Regions from separate parts of the Sus scrofa genome. Here region 1 is linked to region 2. Evidence: chromatin contacts called from public Hi-C data. All regions are on one chromosome and are shown on one strand. The core of a region is the stretch at or near the end of the contact, and the rest is flanking DNA. Distances in the headings are between cores, read along the strand shown.

Region 1 (3,844 bases), core at 730-3,229, 73 kb after region 2:
TGCTGTTAGCCCACCAGCCCCGGTGGCACGTTTTCCCCCAGTGATCTCTGGTTCCCAGATGTGGAGAGGAAGAGGGGAGGGGATTTGCCCATCGTCAGGGAGCTACTCAGCTCTGCAGGTAGGAGGGGATGCCTGGCCTAGTTCTCTTATTCTCTCATCTGACTGTTTCTGTCTTTCTATTATCTATCTATCTATCTGTCTGTCTGTCTATCTATCATCTTTCTGTCTAGATCTAGCAATCATCTATCATCTATTTACCTATCCATCTATTTATCTATCAGCTATCACCTGTTTGTCTATCATTTATCAATTATCTATCTATCCATCCATCCATCATCCACCTATGTAGCTCTGTCTCTTACACCTGACTTTGAACTTACCCAGGCCTCGTGTTATATTTTCGGCAGAGTGACCTTATTTGCCACCCAATGGAACACACTTGGGGAGTGGTAGGGGGCACTCGTAGCTCTGAGGTGAACATGGGCACTGCCTCAGGCACCCTGGCAAGTGTGGCAGTGAGGAGGGTCATGGCCCAGGTATTTCTCTCTAGACCTTAGCTCATCATCTGGGCTCCAGGAAGGTGTGCTGAGTGTGTTTTATCAACAGTATCAGAGGGCTGGTAAGGAAAGAGCCATTGTTTCAGTCAGAGAAACTGGATTGCAAAGCCATGACTTACAAGGTGACAGAGAGGAAGTCACAGGTGAAGTGGGGCCACACCTCTCCCAGGATTCCAGGGTTCAGGTGATACAAAGCTCCCGCCACCAAGCATCTGTGCTCAGGAGCCCAGCGCTAGCCTCCTGGAGGGAGCTAGTGGCAAAGAAGTAATGAACTAGTTCTCACTGGTGTTCACTGAATTCATACCGTGTGCCTTCCCTAAGCCCTTTACCTGCATCGTTCTCCTTATTCCCATGGAAGAAGTGACTGCTACAGAAAAGGAACCCGAGGATGCCGGCGACCTGTCCCTGGAGCCCAGAAAACCAGGCGTGTGTCTGTTTTCTTCCCAAAAGGTGCAAAGGAGCAGTGCTGGGAGGTTGCCACTGAGAAGCCCCTTCGGCAAAATTTCTGGAAATCTTAAAAAGAGCAGTGAACTCCCCCCCCCCACACGCACTGCCCCGCGCCTTTAGAAAGGAGCTTTTTCACCTCACGCATGTGTTCAAGGCACCAAAACACAACAAACAAAATAACCCAAACCCAAACTTGGCTCAGCACCTCGGCCCTTAGATACAGAAAAACAAATCACCAACTAGGCTCAGTAATGAATTAGTAACATGGAGCAGGCATCGCATCAGCCGGACCTCAGCCCCCTTCCGTAGGGGGAAGGGAAGATCCTGCGGAAAATGTGCCAGAGAAGGAGGAGGAGAGAGAAGGAGGGGGGGAGGAGGAGAGAGAAGGAGGGGGGAGGAGGGAGAGAGAAGGAGGGGGGAGGAGGGAGAGAGAAGGAGGGGAGAGGAGGGAGAGAGAAGGAGGGGGGAGGAGGGAGAGAGAAGGAGGGGGGAGGAGGGAGAGAGAAGGAGGGGGGAGGAGGGAGAGAGAAGGAGGGGGAAGGAGGGAGAGAATGAAACGGAGAGATTGGGCAGGAGGGAGTGGGGGGGAGAGGGAAACGGGGGGGGGGCGGGTAATTGAGAAAAAGAAAGAGATTGAAGGAGATGCTAGATGGTAGACAGATGGACAGAAAGATGTTGAACGTCGACCGCTGGTGTAGAGAGAGGCAGCCACGCAAGTTGTATCCGAGCCGCCTCTGCTTCCAGCCCCGCCATGTGTCCCCTGGCAGGGGTGTGAGATGCGCGGCTGTTTCAAGACCTCCACCAAGAGAGAGGCTGGCGTGGGGCGAGGGCTCCTGGGGGCGGCCCTCTAGCCCCCCCTCCCCGCCCCAGACCCGGCTCTTGGAGCGGCTCGGGTTGCATGGAACGCGGTATAGCCCTCCTTCCTTAGTTCTGCAAAATGGTGTCTGCGGTGTTTACACTGGCGGCTGCCTGGGTGCCGAGCCCGCGGGGGGAGCAAGTGTGCAGTTCCCTAAGGAGCCGCCTGCTGGCCTGAACGGCTCTAATCTCCACGTTTTGATGACATGTCCTTAAAGTGACCTATATTATCTGGCACCTTGGATTGCTGCTCACCAAAAAAGTAACACTGGAAGAAAAAAAAAATCCCTAATGATTGTGTAAATATTCTTTGCCAAGAATATTAAACTCAGGTGCCCTCTGCTGGGCGAGCTAAGTAGGGGCCAAAGCCAGGAGCAAAGGCAGCTGCTGGTCGGGCAGCGGGTGCCAGGAGGTCCCTGGAATAGAGGCGGAGCCTGGGGCCGTGGTGGGCGGGGCCTGCCGCCCCTTCCTGTGCGCCCCGCTGGCATCACTCAGGGCAAATGGGGCCAAACCGAGCTCTTTCAGACAAGGGGAACTAAAAAACAAAACTGAAACTGCTTACAAGTTAATCATTCACTTTGGGAGAACTGACAATTTCTTCACTGGGATTTTTTTTTTTTTTCTCTTCTAGTAATAAGTTTTTTTCTCTCCTGTTGAATTTGACCGGTGGGAGAGAATGAGGAAAAAAGGCAGGGGGCTTGCTGACACTGCCCTTTCTCATCAAAGCAAAGGGTTTAGGATTTCAGGGAAATCCTGGCAAAGACTAGCTGGGGGCCAGGAGAGAGGGGGGTGCTGCGAGGACATGGTGGCCAGGTTCATTTCCAGTCTTAAATTATTGTTGTTTTTACGTCCGCACCTGGTATATGGAAGTTCCCCCACTAGTGGTCGAATCAGAACTGCAGCTACCGGTCTGCACCACAGACACAGCCAAGCCAGATCCAAGCTGCATTTGCGACCCCCTGGGGCAACATGGAATCCTTAACCCACTGATGAGGCCAGGGTTTCAACCCTCATCCTCACAGACACTATGTCAGGTTCTTAACCCACTGAGCCACAACGGCAACTCCCCAGTCTTTAAATGATCATTTCTCAACCAGGACACCTTGAGAGTAAAAGAAGCTGCTGTTAATGATTATACCAGGTCAGTAGGTGTAATCCTAGCATGTCCCAGGCAAGTCTGACTTAGCACAGACCTGTTCAAAAAGAACTTTCTCCAGTGACTAATATGTTCTAGATCTGTGCTGTCCAAGCTGGTAACACCAGCCCCAGGTAGCTATTGAGCATTTGAGAGGTGGCCAGTGCAACTCAGAAGATGAATTTGTAGCTTCATTTAATTTGGATTAATTTAAATTTAAATAGTTGCATATGTCTAGTGGCTAGTATATTAGACAGCAGAACTCCGGTCATATTATTCATAGCAGAAGACCAGAACCCTGGGTGACAGCAGCTAAGGCCCCAGGCAGAAGACTTGCTGATGGAGGCCCTCAGTAAGAACTTGTTGAACAAATAAAAACGCAGTCCTCCAAAGTCACTGGGCTCCATCTCCACCGGGCAGAAACTCAGACCGCTTCTCAGAGACTTCCAGGAACTTTGAGAAACACAGCTTCGCCTGGGGAGAGCCAAGATCCCAGTGACATTTCCTGCCAAGTGTCCAAGGCTAACCCCAGGTCCTGAGTGTCCGCCCTGGCATGTGGTACTGGGATCAGCACTGGAAGGACTGTTCACTGCTGGTTCCCAGTGCTTGCCCAGCAGTGTCCAGAGAGCCAGCGGAGTTTCCATGCCTGGTCAGAAAAGGCCTCTTACATTTGGGATTTCACCAGCAACTGAAAAAAATCTCTCCCATGGTCTCCCGGTGTTATAGATTTGGAAAGAGGCGTTTTCGTTTCTAATTATAAATTCCTGGGTGAAGTCATTCAGTCCCCAAACACCCACTGGGGCCATGCTGAAGAGGAAAAGACAGTATGCAAACAAGTTATCTGGAGGTG
Region 2 (3,592 bases), core at 507-3,006:
TCAGCTGGCGCTCCTTTTCCTTCTCAGTTCTGCTTACCTCTCCCTGTCTGCATTCTCAGGTTGGTGGGAACAAGTTTCTGTCGGCCTTAGAGTTATGATCTCAGCAGTAGAGAACACTTTCCCCAGTATCTCTCCTGTGGGCAAGGGCATCCCAGTTGGCCAGGGGTGGCTCCCGTGCCCATCCTTGATGTGGGGTCAGAAGGAGGTTAGGACCCCAGAGGGGCAGGACCAGAGCAGGGTTCCTCATTCCCGGCAGCACCGATGTTCTGGGCCCTGTAATTCTTTGCTCTGCGAGCTGTCCTGTGTGTCCTAGGATGTTTACCAGTGCCCTTGGCCTCTACCCTTGAGATGCCAGTCTAACCTGCACCCCCTATTGTGACAATCCCAAAACTCCCCAAATGGTGTCAGAAGTGCCCTGGCTGGCAGAACCACTGCTATGGAGTGAGAGTAGTTTTCTGTGGGGAGAGATGCTGGCTGGGAAAAGTGCGTTTTCTGAGCAGAACAGAAGAGGTGGATGCGCTGGGATCTGTTAGTGTCCTCTGACCCTCTGTGATGGGTACAGTTTAGTGCAGCGCTTTAATTCTTACAGTGTTATTTTGTGACAGGGTTCGTAAACCTTGGGAGATACCTGCGAACACGTGAGAGGTGTATGAACGTTGTAGCAAAACCAGAAGAGGTGAAAACCCTCTCGTGTTACGTGTTAGGGCAGGAGCAGTAGACTAAGAAGGAACTACCAAGGTGCATTTTGGCTCAGTCTTGTCCTAGGTGTTCCATCTTTTTAAAATCATTTATTCTCCTTTAATCTTTGCCTTTCTCCAGTATAAAAGACGATTAACGAAGTCAGACAAAATAATAAAACAATTAAATGATTAAAATAATATATGTGAAAGCCCTGGATAAACTCTAAATGGCAGGCAAACTGAAGGTATTATTTAAAATGTACTCTTCAATTAGCTGAATGTGGAAGCTACTTGGGTGATCTCTGAGTTTCTGGATTACTCCGCTCAGAAGGTGTCCTCGGGTTGTTTATTGCGTGACTGTGGAGCGTTGCGTTCTTCTTGTTCTCGCTCTTCCTCCCTCCCTCTCGGCTCCTTCTCTCCTTCTCTGGTTTGTTGATTTATGTAGAGATGTCAGTGCTGCAAGAAAGAGGATGGTTATTTTTACTTTCTAGTATGTTCCAGGAGGCAAACGAATTGCTCACCTGGTTAATTACTGATCTCTTCTGTTCCTGCTGTTTAAAAAGGAAAGAAAAACATTTCCAGCTCATTGAGCCACCTGGTGGGTGAGCGTGCTAGGATGATCCTGTCCTCATGAAGGCAGACAGACGGTAGGTCCCAACAACACATCGTATGTGTGTTTGCAGCTTTTTGGCTCTGTTCCACCTTGGTCATAACCTAGCCAGTTAGTGCAGTGGGATTTAAGCTTCTGATCTTTGTCTCAACAAATCAGAAATTGCCAGAAAACGTTTGAACAAATCGTGGAACCCAGTTGTAGTCAAGGGTAGACTCTATCCCCGAAACAAACAGATGACCTAATCCCATGTCAGATGCAGGGACTAAATGATTCATCTCTTAAAAGAGACTTAGAGTCCGTGTTTATGTCCCGAGTGAAAGAGAGAAAATTTGCTTCTTGATCTAAACCAGTTGTAGGAAAATCTTAAGTGTGTCATCTTTTGGAGCAAACATGGTTTGACTTTTGGGTAAGATTCGTGATTAATTACACAAGACCGTCTCCAGAGGCTGGGGTCAGGGATGCTGCGTGTGTTCCTTTGCTGTTTGTAAAGACAGGCTCTCCCGGTGACGTCTCTGGTTGTGATCACCATCAGTGGATTGTTTCTCGTATTCTTGTTTCAAATCTAACAGTCACTGACATGACACATAGCATTTTGCAGCCAGTAAAATATCTCCTGAAAGACGGCTTCCTTCTCAGCAGGAAGCTTTGGAAACTTCCGGAGAAATTTGGCATTCTTTAAGTCAGAGACCACATGAATAATCATCACAGTTTACATGTGAAGAGTCTAAACTGCAGGAAATCACACACACACGCACACACACAAGAGCATTTTATTATGTGCTTGGCTAGGAGTCTGAATGTTTATAGTCTGGGAGCGGATCCTGTGAGCGTCTTTCTGCTGTTAGGGAGTGGCCACGTTCCCACCCCACACCCCCATCTACGGCCTTGGCCTTGGAATCAAAATAGCACTCATCCTACACTTCATAGGACTGGGGAGATGTTTTTCCCCCTTGGCATATTTCTGCAGCTGGAAACTAAGGGAGCAAGGAGGCTGATTAATCGCATTCTGGCTCAGCACGTTAATACTATCCTCTGCATCTCCCAACAGTTTGTTTTGTTTGGTTGTGAGGACCTGTTTCCTTTCTAATGAACTTTTGGTATGTCCTTCTGTGAAGGCTTCTTTTTGGGCCCGTTGGGGTTTCTTTTACCAGCATTGTTACTTTGACCAGAGAGCTGAGCTGCTTCTATCTGTGGGCTTCTGCAGGCACAAGAACTGTGCAGGAATTAGAGCCACAGGATATATGTGAGTGTGTGGTGAGGAGGAGACACCTCTGCTTTTCTTTTTTCTTTTTCTTTTTTTTTTTTTTTCTTTTTAGGGCCGTACCTGTGGCATATGGAAGTTCCCAGGCTAGGGGCTGAATCAGAGCTGCAGCTGCTGGTCTACGCCACAGCCACAGCAGCACTGGATCCGAGCCATGTCTGTAACCTTCGCCACAGCTCACGGCAATGCCAGATCCCTGACCCAGTGGTCGAAGCCAGGGATTGAGCCTGAATCCTTACGGATACTAGTTGGGTTTGTACCCACTGAGCCACATCGGGAACTCCTTATTTTGCACTTTTAAAATTATAGTTGATTTGCGATGCCCTGCCAATTTCTGCTGTACAGCAGAGTGACCCAGTCATACATATACACACATGCTTTTTCTCATATCATCCCCCATCATGTTCTGTTGCCAGAGATTGGACACAGTCCCCTGTGCTGTACAGCAGGACCCCGTTACCCATCCGTTCTAAATGTCAGTTTGCATCTACTAACCCCAAACTCCCTGTCCATCCCCCTCTGCTTTTCCAAATATGTCCTCAAGCACTCACAGCTCTCCTTCCAGGGTGGATAAACTTGGTTATTCCAACCGCTTTTAAGGTTTGAAGGGCCAATCAACATAAATAATAACCCAAATCTTTCTTCTTACTCAAAGGTATGTGAGAACTCTGGCCACAACCTAATTTTCAAAAGCATAACATACTAGTGATTAGAACAAAATTCTTTCCCAGGGCTCTTTTGGATAATGCCTCCCTAAGTGAGTCAGTTTCAGGAGCCGACCACTGGCCGCACTTCTATTTTTAAGAATCACTAGGAAAAACTGGAAACGATTTTAGAAAATAAAGGAAGTACTCTTTGTCCTTTTTTTTTTTTCTTTTCTTTTGGGGGAATTAGAAGAGACAGAGTCTTTGATTTATGTCCAGCCAAGATCTAGGAATAAAACAAATACAGTAGAACTGTTTCCTAAGTGGTAGGCACACGCCTCATTTCTGCGGTTTAGGGATCTGGTCTACATCAAGGTTTTTGTGGGGGTGGGGG

The links. Hi-C and Micro-C count contacts between places; a contact is called where the count stands out from the background.
Region 1: a contact with region 2 is called in a Hi-C map of liver, with 4 times the contacts expected there. The contact joins two enhancer-like sites. A contact is called at or near these places in 9 of 47 Hi-C or Micro-C datasets (adipocytes, alveolar macrophages, embryonic fibroblasts and 5 more) and 2 of 2 datasets of contacts at active chromatin or transcription factors (alveolar macrophages and skeletal muscle).

What each region holds. Positions count from the first base shown.
Region 1 is chr17:54,894,107-54,897,950 of Sscrofa11.1, forward strand. No RefSeq gene overlaps it. Among named protein-coding and RNA genes, the nearest start is that of BCAS1, 130 kb to the right of the region's middle. Within about 2 kb of position 1,980, at least 59 of the 83 cell types and tissues checked have an H3K27ac peak or open chromatin away from gene starts, as enhancers often do. A contact at or near this core is called in alveolar macrophages, liver, mesenteric adipose tissue and 2 more, where this site is marked.
Region 2 is chr17:54,821,540-54,825,131 of Sscrofa11.1, forward strand. All of the region lies in intron 1 of LOC110257493 (a long non-coding RNA gene), which reads left to right. Among named protein-coding and RNA genes, the nearest start is that of ZNF217, 190 kb to the left of the region's middle. Within about 2 kb of position 1,757, at least 37 of the 83 cell types and tissues checked have an H3K27ac peak or open chromatin away from gene starts, as enhancers often do. A contact at or near this core is called in alveolar macrophages, liver, mesenteric adipose tissue and 2 more, where this site is marked.